Regions from separate parts of the Zea mays genome. Here all the other regions are linked to region 1. A link is a contact called in public Hi-C data. All regions are on one chromosome and are shown on one strand. Each heading gives the region's core, a stretch centred on a gene start, on an enhancer-like site or on the middle of the called end of the contact. The rest is flanking DNA. Distances are from core to core; before and after follow the strand shown.

Evidence for each region. Hi-C and Micro-C count contacts between places; a contact is called where the count stands out from the background.
Region 2: a contact with region 1 is called in a Hi-C map of endosperm, with 2.4 times the contacts expected there. The contact joins the promoter of LOC100216813 here to the promoter of LOC103647786 in region 1. A contact is called at or near these places in 7 of 25 Hi-C or Micro-C datasets (bundle sheath, ear, endosperm and 3 more).
Region 3: a Hi-C map of ear shows a contact between it and region 1, with 1.8 times the contacts expected there. The contact joins the promoter of LOC100278263 here to the promoter of LOC103647786 in region 1. A contact is called at or near these places in 2 of 25 Hi-C or Micro-C datasets (ear and tassel).

What each region holds. Positions count from the first base shown.
Region 1 is chr2:214,774,349-214,778,710 of Zm-B73-REFERENCE-NAM-5.0, reverse strand. It overlaps LOC103647786 (U-box domain-containing protein 4), which reads right to left and starts at 2,166. Exons shown (of 2, transcript XM_020548589.2): 1 at 414-2,166. The coding sequence starts at 1,718. It overlaps LOC103647785 (a long non-coding RNA gene), which reads left to right and starts at 2,771. Exons shown (of 2, transcript XR_563031.4): 1 at 2,771-3,331; 2 at 3,395-3,637.
Region 2 is chr2:214,975,772-214,979,561 of Zm-B73-REFERENCE-NAM-5.0, reverse strand. It overlaps LOC100216813 (proline-rich family protein), which reads right to left and starts at 1,874. Exons shown (of 3, transcript NM_001245895.2): 1 at 1,634-1,874; 2 at 1,327-1,486; 3 at 401-707. The coding sequence starts at 1,682. The coding sequence ends at 662.
Region 3 is chr2:214,999,265-215,003,033 of Zm-B73-REFERENCE-NAM-5.0, reverse strand. LOC100278263 reads right to left here and starts at 1,657. Exons shown (of 1, transcript NM_001151595.2): 1 at 411-1,657. The coding sequence starts at 1,552. The coding sequence ends at 614. It overlaps LOC100193844 (NADH-ubiquinone oxidoreductase subunit), which reads left to right. Exons shown (of 5, transcript NM_001138926.1): 5 at 1-248.

The DNA of each region.
Region 1 (4,362 bases), core at 917-3,416:
TTTTTCAGTACTTGCTGGCTGGTGGGGAACGGGATCCTCAGACGTGGGGAGGAGTCACTGACGCATGAGCGCCGCGTACGACAGGGCCCGCGTGGCCCAACTGACCTCAAAGACTCATTGGAAGCGGTTCCACTTGGTGTTGTGGTGTCAATCAGACTTCAATCAAACTCAAACTGATAACTTCGTTGTATACTGTTTAGTACAATGGGTTGTAAACTGACCGGCAACGTGACTTCAGTCGCATCAGCAAACGACGTCGACATTGATCTACCCCAATCAACAATTTTAATATTCTCAAACAAAATTTAGCAAGGCAAATCATGTCCGATTAGCCAACAGGATATAGCTAGACGTAAAGACCTAGCACTGAAATTTGTCGAGGAGAACAGAAAGGTGGGGTTCGTGCTGCGTACCTTGTGCTTGGCACGGGCAGAGCCGGACTGCGATAGCGCAACGAGAGGCGGGATGGCGCCCTCGCGTACAAGAAGCGCACGGTTACGCGGGGAGTCGGAGCACACCTGCAGAAGCGCCACCACGGCGAGCTCCTTCTCCCTGGCAGGGCCGTCCTCGATGGCCTCAACCAGCGCAGGGATCCCGCCAGCCTGTACCACGGCTTGACGGCCCTCGTCGATGCCCGCGAGGCTCCCAAGGACCACCATTGCCTTCTCGCACGTCCCGCTGCCGCGGCGGCCGACGAGATGCACGAGCGGCACGACGGCGCCGGCGCTGACCGCGCGCTCCTTGTTCCTGCGCGCGGAGCAGAGGCGGTAGAGCGTGGTGAGCGCGTCCTTCTTGCCGCGCGTGGAGGCCGCGGAGAGCAGCGCCACGAGCGGCGGGATGGCGCCGCAGGCCCCGATGGTGGCGCGGTTGTCCTCGATGCCCGAGAGGCTGAGCAGCGCGCACGCGGCGTTCTGCTTGGCGGGAGCCGTGCCGGTGCGCAGCGCGTAGACGAGCGGCTTGATGGCGCCCGCCGTCGTGATGGCGGAGCGGTTCCGGTCCTCGAGCGAGAGGTTGAGCAGCGCGGTGGCCGCGCTCTCCTGCGCCACGGGGTCGGTGCTCCGCAGCAGCGGCACGAGCGCCGGGATGGCGCCCGACACGCCGATCAGCTCGCGGACGTCCGACCGGTGCTTCGCCAGCAGGCGTATCCTGGCCGCGGCCGCGCGCCGCGCGTCCGGGCCGGCGCCGGGCCCCAGCGCCCGCACGCACGCCCGCACGAACGGCTCCAGGCGCTCCAGCGGCGCCGCGTCCGCCGACAGGTCCATGGACTCGAGGTCGTTCAGATCGACGACTGCGGCGGCGCCCGGCCCGGGCCTGGGCGCCGCGCGCGCCCCCGTGGCGGAAGCGAGGCGCTCAAGCTCCCCGGAGATGTCGGAGTTGAAGCTGGAGTAGTCGGAGAAGTCCCGCGACAGGTCGAGCAGCTCCGTGGCGGCGGCGTTGATGGCGGAGGACGACTTGGCGACGGCCGCCGGGTGCGCGGGCCCCGCGGTGGCGGCGAGCTCGCGGAGGCGGAAGTCGATGACGGAGTCGGTGAGGTTCTCAATGTCCGAGTCGCCCGCGTCGGCGCCGCCATCCGCCGGGACCGGGGAGGAGTCCGGCTGCAGCAGCGCGGAGCGGATGGTGCGCATGGAGTGTCCCTGCCGGCGCTGCGGCCGCGCGGCCGCGCAGGGGCTCTGCCCCCGCGAAGGCGAGGGGATCTGGGAGCCAGCGAGCGAGACCATGGCGGGCGGGGACGGTGTCGACTGTCGAGTGGTGATGGATGGGTAGCGAGGGGAAGGGTTGGGAGGTGGTTGGACGGTGTAGTGGTGGTGTGTAGTCTGCCGATGCTGCTGCTGTGTAGTCTGCCGTGCACAGCACAGTCCGCACCGGGCGGGCGGGGCGGGTATGGGCGAGTGCGACGTGGATCTTCGTAGCCGATTTTGCTCTGTAGGCTGTGCCCACTGGCCATCCCGGTAGATTGACGGCCGGACAAGTGTCAATCTGCCTGCGCAGCCATGCCGGCTGCTAGCCGACCTATACTTTTATGATCCTATCCCTATGACACGTGGGGTTGGTAAAGCTATGTGCGGAGATGTCAGTGGGGCTGGGCTTGGTTTGCACTGCTAGTGGCGCAGTGAACGCTGGCTGAGAGAGTGAGGCTGGTGGCAGTGCGGGCGGTAGCCCGGGCGAGAAGAGGCCGCTGCCGCGGGTGAGAGGCGGGCGAGAGGTCGGTGCCGGGTGATGGCGCTCGCGCCCGGCGAGAGCGGGCGGTATCGCCTCGCTCTCGCCCGCGCTGAGCGCCCGCCCGGGCGAGAGGGAGGCGAGGCACTGGCGGGGCGAGAGCGACGTGTCGCGATCTGATTGGTCCACGTGTGCTAGCCGTTGCAACTAGCCGTTTTTGACCGTTTGGAGTCCAAAAAATTCGAAAAAAATTCATAAATTTCATCCCCAATCCCTCTATATATACCCCTACCCGGATGGAGCTCATTCCACACATCATTCCATCTCATATTATGTTGTGTGTTTTCTGAGCGTTGAAATAAATCCGCGTGAATTAATTAATTCTGAAATAGAAAAACTGACGTGGCTATAGCCTGAGGTTGTAGCCTGCTGCAGCCTGTGCACTGGAGCAGCAGGGGCGAGATTGAAGGCGAGAGCTGACGTGGCAGGGGCGAGAGGGAGTAGGGATGAAAACGGTACGGGAAAATCCCGTACCGTCCCATTCCGATTACCGTTTCTTTCGGATCGTTTTCGTATACTTCGGTTATTTTTCGGTTTCGGTACGAAAACGGGTAGATTGTCTTCGGTAACGGTATCGAAAACGAGCAGACTGTTTTTTCGTTCGTTTTTGCGGTTACCGTTTTGGGTCGGGAAAATCCCGTTTTTCATACCGTTTAGGCTATTCGGTTTGGGCCTTTCAGTTCTCCAATGTCAGCACAGCCCGAGCCCAAGGCGGCAAGGCCCACCAGTGGAAACCCTATCCCGATTCCCGTCATCCCGTGGCCGCCGCCTGCCAGACGCCACGCCAGCCTTGCCCTTGCCCGTGGCCGCCGCCCGCCAGCGCCAGCCGCCTTCGCCGTTCGCCCTGTCGGCTGACGGCTGTCGCCCAGCGCCGGAGCGCCCCAAGTCCCCAACCGGCCAACCCATACGCGGAGACGCCAAGCCCAGTCACTCCCTCTCGCGGTCGCGGGTCGCGTCACGCGGTCGGCAGTCGTCTCCTGGCTGCAGGCTGCTCGCTCGCTCGTGTGGACTGCTGGCTCATCGTTGATCAACAAAGCAAGTTGCAAGCGGTGAAAGCGACTGCGCTGGTGTCTCTGTCCGGCTAGCTCAAGCTCCTCGCTCCTGCGGCTACAAGGTAATGAAGTTGATGTTTTTTATTTTATCGATCTACTCATTAATCTATATTCCATATTTCTAGTAGGACCATGACAGGGAGAGATGAAAGCTCCGACCGTAGTTCGGCGTGCTTGTTGTTGGGAACACCGGCTCTACTAGCTGCTCTTAGAACTGCTGCTCACTTCTGGATAAATTATCAGTTAATTAGTATGCTTGTATGTGACATGAGTGTAGATATAATTTCTCACTCAAATAATGTCACTATGTAATTATGTTGATGCTATAAACTTAATATATATTAATGTTTGAATTAAGGCATTCAGTTTATTGTTTGTTTTTGTTAGTTACCGACTCAAGTTTCATATGTCGATCGTTTTCGACGTATCTTCGTTTCGATTTTTTCGTTTTCGAATGACCGGTAATTTCGATACCGTATACCGATCCTAAACTTTTCGTTTTCGTTTTCGTACCGTTGTTATAAAACGAAATCAAAACCAATATCAGTGTTTTTTCGATCGTTTTCAACCGTTTTCATCCCTAAGAGGGAGACTGTGCACTAGACTCAGCCTGAGAGAGCGCCACCACCAGGCGTGGCTTTGCTATGCTTTTGGCTGGCTTTGTGTGCGGGACTGCGGGCTAGGAGCGAGGACAGTAAAACACTTTCCGTGAAGCGAGCAACGGAGCAAGCAAGGAATAACGCTTTCCGTTTTGTTCCTTGTCCCGTTCCGTCGCGCGCCGGGCCAACAACAATCCGACGAGCGACGATCCTGCCAGGCTGCCACCGCGCGCGGCTCCGGCGGTAGCGTTCGTCGTCTTTCGTGGCTCGGGCTCCGGAGCCGGGAGTTTGGTGGGGAAAGGAGACGAATCCGACGGCTGATTGGGATGGCCGTGCGCTCGGTACGTAGTGGAGATCTGCGCTCCCCCTTTTCCTTCCAACGGGAAACGGAGAGCGGCACTTGGCAGATTTTAGCAGGCACGGCATGGGCCGTGGGGTAGAGCGCTGGACGCTTTGCGCGACTCGTGTCCGCGCGTGCTCTCCGAATCGAAGGG
Region 2 (3,790 bases), core at 625-3,124, 200 kb before region 1:
ATAACTTGAGTAGAATGGAAAGAATATGTATGAATTTTTTCAGATTTTTTAATGAACTTTGGTAGTTCAGGTGCACTCATGTAGACCAAAGTCAAGTGTCATACGTGCACTTATGTACACCAAAGTCAAGTCTCATACGCACCGGATAAAGATTCAAGGAGGCTGCAGGAGCGTGATCGCGACGCGGCAACTAGTCTCTAGATGCTGGGATTGACTCTGTGTACTTGCAGAGTCTTGAACAGTCAAAGACACAAAAGCGACACAAAAGCGCAAGACGATGGATACGTACCATGACAAAGAATAAGGTGATAAATTAAAAGGCGTGACGTGTGCAGTTCAAAAATCGCAACAAAACGTGCTCCTCGGCAACAGAGTAATAGCAAAGAAACCGATCCCAAGTGGCACAATAAATCCCAGGATTGAATTCCACCAGAAACACGGAACATCCACAGGCAGAATACACACACACCGTCTGATCCCGTCAACATTGACAGAGAGAAATAAAAAACTAGGGCGACATATTATGCTCTGACAAAGCTAGAATAGCACGATAGCATTCCAGGCTCAATCCAGTTCCAGCTCTCTCTCTCTCTCCCTCGCATAGAAAGCTAGTAGTTTCACTTGTCGCCGTGTCGAATCCGTCGGTCGGCCCCTCTCACTCTCAGAAGCAGGCGTCCAGGAGGCAGCAGCAGCAGAGGGCAGCCAAGCTGTTCAAAATCACAAATGGCGCGTGAACCATTGTTAAGATAAAAAAAGGTCCAACCAAAGAAAGAGAGAGAGAGCATTGCAAATATCCCAATTTCAAGTTGTAACAACTACGGTGGATGCTCGAACACCATCTTATCTCATTGGTACTCACGCGTCAACGCAAGTATATTATCCATTCAACCAAACCGAAGGAATCTGAAAGCCTCACACTGACAGCAACCCGACCGTCGGATTAGCTCCTCGCATGTGGAACGGCAGCAGGAAAATGTGATCGCCGAGGCTAGCAATCCGGACCGCCAGTCTCAGATCAGACGGTCTAAGACACTTACTACCTTTGCGTGTAGCAACCGACACGTCGCCACGGAAAGGCCACGAGGGTGGCGTGGCGTGGCGTGGCGGCGGCGCCCTTTTCCAAGGGTGGTTCACGCGTCAAGTCAAGACCCCACCCACCCACAGGGGCCAACGTGCCGCACCAGCACGGCAGTCGCCGCCGCCGCCGGTGAGCCGAAGGAAGGTGCCTACCATCTAACCTAGCGAGGAAATTTTCGAAGACACTCCGATCTAGGAACAACTTATGAGCGGCTGCGCGGCACAAAAGTGGGGGAGCCAAGAACGTACCATCCCTCCATGAAGGAAGGCCCGCTGCTCTGCTGCTGCTGTGGAGGCGGCGGCTGCGCGTACTGCGGCGGGTAGCCCTGCGGAGGGTAGCCCTGCGCCGGCGGGGGGTAGCCGGCCGGCGGGTACCCCGCTGGCGGGTAGCCGTCCTTGCCCGGGTAGCCTGGTGAAATCAAGATCCGCACGCGGAAGATAATTAGCCTAATTACATATAGCACGGAAAGTAAGCGGGGAACACAGAGGTTCTCCAGATGTTTGGGTGATGATAAACTAGCAGATAGATCGAAGACGGGAGGAGACGGCGCCGCACCTTGCTGCGGCGGGACGCCGACGGGGGGCTGCTGCCCGTAGTAGCTCATCTCCCTCTTCTTCCTTGCGATCGGATGCGCGGAGAGGGTTAGGGGAGCTTTCGCTGCTTCGGGTTGTGGGGGTGTTGGGGGCGTGACGGGAATACGGATGGACGGTGGACGGGTCTGTCAGGTCAGGTGGTTTTATGGAAGGGAACGGGTGTGTTTGATGTTTCCTGGTGTTTTCCGGCTGGTCCTCCGGCGAACCGCGTCGTCAACGTGGTGCTGGCCCAGGGCATGCCTGGTCCCTGCTGGTGGGCTGCTTCGCAGACGTACTTGATAGCGCTCTGACGCCCTTTCCGGTGTGATGTGAGGAAAAAAACCATTTTAGTATGGTAAAAATCAGTTTTTTGCTCAATTATTAAATTGAATATAGTTTCTTCGTCATCTTCTAAAACCGGATTTGTGAACCCCCTGTCCTTCAGTATTTTCTCTTTTTTCCTCGATTGTTTGTTTCTGCTGAATTTTAAAATATCACATCATCTCCGTTTTCGAATATTTATCGTCCGTTAATTTATTTTAGTTCTGAACTAAAACGTGATAAATAAAAAAAGGAAGAAGGAGAGAGTATTAAATTACAGAAAAATTAAAAAAACAATTTTGTTGAACTCTACATAAGTAATGTATAAATAAACTTATGATATAGTACGTTTTAGTAGAAAATTTTTAGCTTGTACGCTTGATCTATAATAAAATAATTTATGCTCCTGTATCATATATAAGTTATAAATTCACCTTCCCATCTAAATATTACATAAAAGCATTGTATGAATGCCATTTTTAATTTAGAAAAGCTAGAATAACTTCTAATTTAGATGAGAGGTAGTACAACTCCAAGAGACTAGGTATATGGTTTTGTAAAGGTAAATTTAGCTAATATTGAAAGAAAATTATATCCAATAAACGACTCTTCAAATTTAGTGGCTCTCTATTTCTCTATCTTCGCTCTCCAATTTTGGATAGCCTGTTTCACTCTCTATTCAGTCCGTAGGTTTACCGAGTTTTGTTGGATTAGCCTACACTTTTTCTTTAAAATCTATTTTAGAGAGTAGCTAAATCAGTAAATTTGGTTAGTCTTTTTAGCTAATCTCTTGGAGTTGCTCTTAGTCACATTACTTTTCCTGTTGTTGGGGTCAAAGATGGATCCTGACTTCCGAGTCCTTCGGAATGAAACCAAATAGGAATGGTCGGAAAACCCTCAAACCACTTCAAATACGTATTTTAATCTAATATAAAAAATGAAAAAATGGTAACGAAATCGTCGATCACAAAAGTGAAACCAAGAGTAACAAGATGTCAGTAAACAATACCATCGATCGAGAACATATCGGTAACAGTCGGGAACCAAGAATTAAACTCGGCAATATCAACACTTCTAACCACTTCAAACGTTCAACTCAATGTAACAAATACACCATGACCTCATAGTAACATGATATATTATATATAGGCCTTTAAAGTTCAATATGCATAACAATTCACTATTTCACGGTGCCACTGCTACACGACATTAGCATGAGTACATCACTTGTCGCTAGTGACGGATCCAGAGAACAGATCATGAGGGACTACTAAACTAAGGCTATAAAATTCTTTAAAACATATAAGAAAACAATCTAATTGATGTTAGGAATAATTAGCAAGATAAAACTTAAATACTCAAAAAACATGTAGTATTGATACGAATTCTACAAATACAATAATCAATACATATCGTTCTGATTCTTGATAAGGAATCCATCGATCTTATCTCTATAAACATAAAATTTAATTTTATCAACTAACCTACTAACCAAGGAAATAATTGATTAAACCAAAATACCAAATAATCTTACTTCTTAACTAGCACAGTAGCACTAGCAGCCACACGCACATAGCAAACTAGCAGCAGAAGCAGTGCTAGCACACGGTTTTCTTCACCTTCACTGGTTCAATCGTTCAGGGAATCAGGCCGGCCGCAGGCGTCAGGTTCAGTAGCAGTGCCCAGCCGCCTATCCGCTCAGGCTTCCTTCCTCCATGGTGGCCGGTCGGAGCAGCAAATGCAGGAGCTGGCGAGGGCGAGCTGGTGATGAGAGGGGGGAGGCCGAGCGCGCGCCGGTCCCGCGCCCGCGAGGCTGCGA
Region 3 (3,769 bases), core at 408-2,907, 220 kb before region 1:
ATGATGTTATTTTCCTCCTGAGCTCTAGAGTCTAGACCTCTTGTCCGTGAGCCTGGCATTGGGACGGTGTTGTTTTCTTCCTGGACAGCCTTTTCTTTCAACAGTGTCCGTGGTGAAAGTACGAGCTAGAATATGCATCTATCAAACTTGTAATAAGCATGGTCTGCAATCAAACAAAATTAGTGTCCTTCGAAAACGTTTGTTCCTTGATGACATTGTATCTCAATACTGTATGCTTCCTTGGCCGGTATCTGAAAAGTGGCATTTGAGTTGAATGATGATGCATACTTGCTTTTGGCTGTATCACACATGAGCTTGCCAGTCTGCTAAGCACGGCCACTCGTGCATGACCGTGTGTTCATGGACAACCTATAGTCAGGTAGTACCAGAAATTAACACTGTCAGTTTCATGAAAAAGTACATGTTATATTTCCAATTTTCCATTTGCATTCTCCAGTCGAGATCTTATATTTACTCCAGATTTCAGAACTGGGTCTACACTCTATGGACTAGGCGAAAGAGGAAGCTGGCCAGTTTTTGAGATGCAGCTTGCTTAGCCTATGCACCTGGTTTCACTGCAGCGCGCACAGGATGCAGCTCAAGCAAGCTTCCCCTAACTCTCACTAATCTCCTCGGAGCTGCAGCCAACGGATGCGTCGGCGTCGGCGTCGGCGGTACGGAACCTCCAGACGAAGAGGTACTCTCTGGACTCGCACTGCAGCCGGCTGACGTCGCAGGGTACATCGATGGAGGCGACCTTCCCGTCGTCCTCCCACTCGATCTTTGCCGTGCATGTGAACACCCCGTACGACTCTGGCAGGGAGGACTGGTTGGCTACCACCAGCGCGACCTCCCCGCTGATCCTCCTCGACGTGGCAGCCACGGCGTCGAGCCACGGGCACTCGGGCTGCCCCACCATCTCCTTGTACGCGTCGTTCACGAGCCGGACGCGGTTGCTGGCGTCGGAGACAACCGCCGGGAGCGCGTCGACCTCCAGCTCCGCCTCCACACGAACCGCTGTCTTCGAGACGGCGGCGGCGCAGGTCGCGTCGGCGCGGTGGATGCACCCGACGTGGATGGCGGAGCACACGGGGCGCACCGCCCGCGGCGAGATGACCTTGGGCTCCAGCAGCTTCCGCAGCAGGTCGCGCTCCACGGGGACGTGCCTCCCCTCCGCCGCCACCTTCGCGAGGTCCTCGGCAGCACCCGCACCCGCCGGCGGGAGCGACGCCGACGCCAGAGGGAGGCCTGCACTGCCCGGGACGGCCGCGGACGCACGCGGCCCCGTGCACCGGAGAGGCGGGTACGGCGTCGTGGCTCTCTTCCGCTTGGCGGGCGGCTGTAAGCCCGACTCGGGCGACGGCGCCACGACGGCGGGGCCGGGGCGGCCGCGTTTCCGCGCGCGGCACGGCCTGCCCTGCAGATGGCACAGCACGCGGTTCGCGGCCACCACGCCCTCGGCCGCCAGTGTGGGCTTGGGCGCGATGGGCCGGAACCGCGCCAGGATCTCGTTGGCCTTGACGGTCGCGTCCGCCGGCTGCACCATGGCCATGGCGAGGCGCTCTGGCTCACGAGCTGAGGCTCGGGGGGCAGGCCAGAGCCAGGTCAGTGTGCTCGATCACTCTGGAGCGGAGACACGACGACGACGGCGTTGGGGGCCCGGACGCGGGGCAGGAGGCGCGGCTTAAGAAGGGCGGGTCGGCCAATCGGACGCGCGCAGAAGGAGGGGCACGTGGGAGAGCGCGGCGGGGTACGTGGGCGACCTGCGGGGACGCTGCCGACACGTAGGAGGACTAGCCGAGTCGCGCGGCGCCGGGCGCGTGCTTTGGAGAGGAAGGGCGGGTTGGGTGGATTCCAATGGGACGAGGAGGGCGAGTGGCTGCATGCGGGGTCGCTTGGCTGCTTCGGCTTGCTTGCTCCTCGCGTTCGCCATGCCGCGCTGCCTCGTCTCCCGTGGCGGGTTCCGGCGGCTGGCTCACGCTGCCGTGCGGGCCATTCGTGGGACGTGGCGACCGAGTGGGCGTTGCTAGGTTTCATTGGTAAGTTATTGCGGCGGCATTGCCCACCAACCAGCGGGCGGCCTACCCCAGCGCGCGGCGGATCATCTTGGCCAAAGTACCAGACCATGAAACCAACATTACACGCATACAAAAACTTGAAGTCTGTTAGATCTAGCTAGCTGAAATGGCAAATGCTGCAATATATGCGTGTCATCCCTCCGATGAATTATAAACGTTGGCGACGGACACTCTTTGAGCTGTTGAGCACGTGGCGTGCAACAGGACATTGCCAGACTTGGAAGGGGTGGGTGGGACGCTTGCGTTGCGTTGCGTTGCGTACGTTACGTACGTCGTACGTGATCCAATCCAATGGATGGCGTCTTCCGTTCCGTCCTCTTGTCGAGCTCAAACACAAGTATTTACTGTGGGCGTACAACCTACCCAATGTACAGAAATAACCCAGTACTACTGTACCATGATACGTATTATTATTGGCGTAGAAAAACCGGACACACACAGTTAGCTAGTCACCCCTTCTAGGTCGACTGCCTGGACTCTGGATGGATGATGATGTAGTACACACACGCTGCTTCCGGCCTGCTGGTATATGTGGTACGAGTACAATATTGACGGACACGCGTAAGGCCGATACGTACACGCTCCTCGTACACGAGCCAACACACGCGGGACATGCATGCAATGCAACGCAAAAGACGACGAAGCCCTCCCGGCTCCCATGTCGGCATGTCCGACTGGAACCCAACCCACGGACCTACTAGCTAGCTTCGGTAGCCAGCCGCACGAGACCAACCGTGCCGGGGCGCGTCGTCGTCGTCGTCGTCTGTCCGTCTCCCCGCCCGAGATAGCGTCTAGCCTGCCTTTTGGATGCTACTGGCGCGATTTCATCAATCGTTTTGTGCTGCATGCACGGCATGTGCTGCGCGCCGTGGCGAGCGGACAGGAAGGGGGCGCGACGAGTGGCCGCGCTACCATTGGCGGGCGCGGGTGCGCGCGGCAGCGCGGCGACGCATGCCGCGCGCGCAGGCGATCAATGCCCCGGCGAGTGGGGGGCGGCGGGCGGGCGGCCGGCCCGAGGGCTGCCTGCGACGACGCCAGAGGCCAGACGCCTGTGCTGGAGCTTCTGCCGCCTGTGCGCGCTGCGCTACAGCTGTTGCCGAGGGAGACGCGTGCTACAGTGCGAGCCTTTGGCCTTTGCTGCTGCGGTTCACTCGTTCATGGGCACCGTTGCCCGACATGGATGTTTTGTAGACGATGGTGTTTTTTTCTCTGGACGGAAATGACGTTTTTTTAGCTGTGACTTTATATAAGAGGGGTTGTTTGTTTCGGATCAGATTATAAAATTTAATTTATTTTGAATTAAGTATTAGTTCAAAATAAGTTAAATTAAATAATCTAGGGTGATTATAATTTCAAACAAACCAACCCAGGTCAAATACTATCTCTACTAATAATTAAGAGTGAAGTGTAGACTGCCCCCGCCATCCCCTTCCTCTGCGGATCCCGCGCGCGCCCAGCCGCATGCCGCTCCCGATCCGCTGCACGCGCCATCCCCTACCTCCCGTCCCTGCCCCCCGCGGGTCCCGCGCCGCCATCGCCTACCTCCGCGGATCCCCCGCGCGCCCAGCCGCCATCCCCAACCTCTCGTCCCTGCCCCCCGCGGGTCCCGCGGAGCCATCCCCTACCTCCGCGGATCCCACGCGCACCCAGCCGCCATGCCGCTCCCGATCCCTTGCACCCGCCCCTGCCCC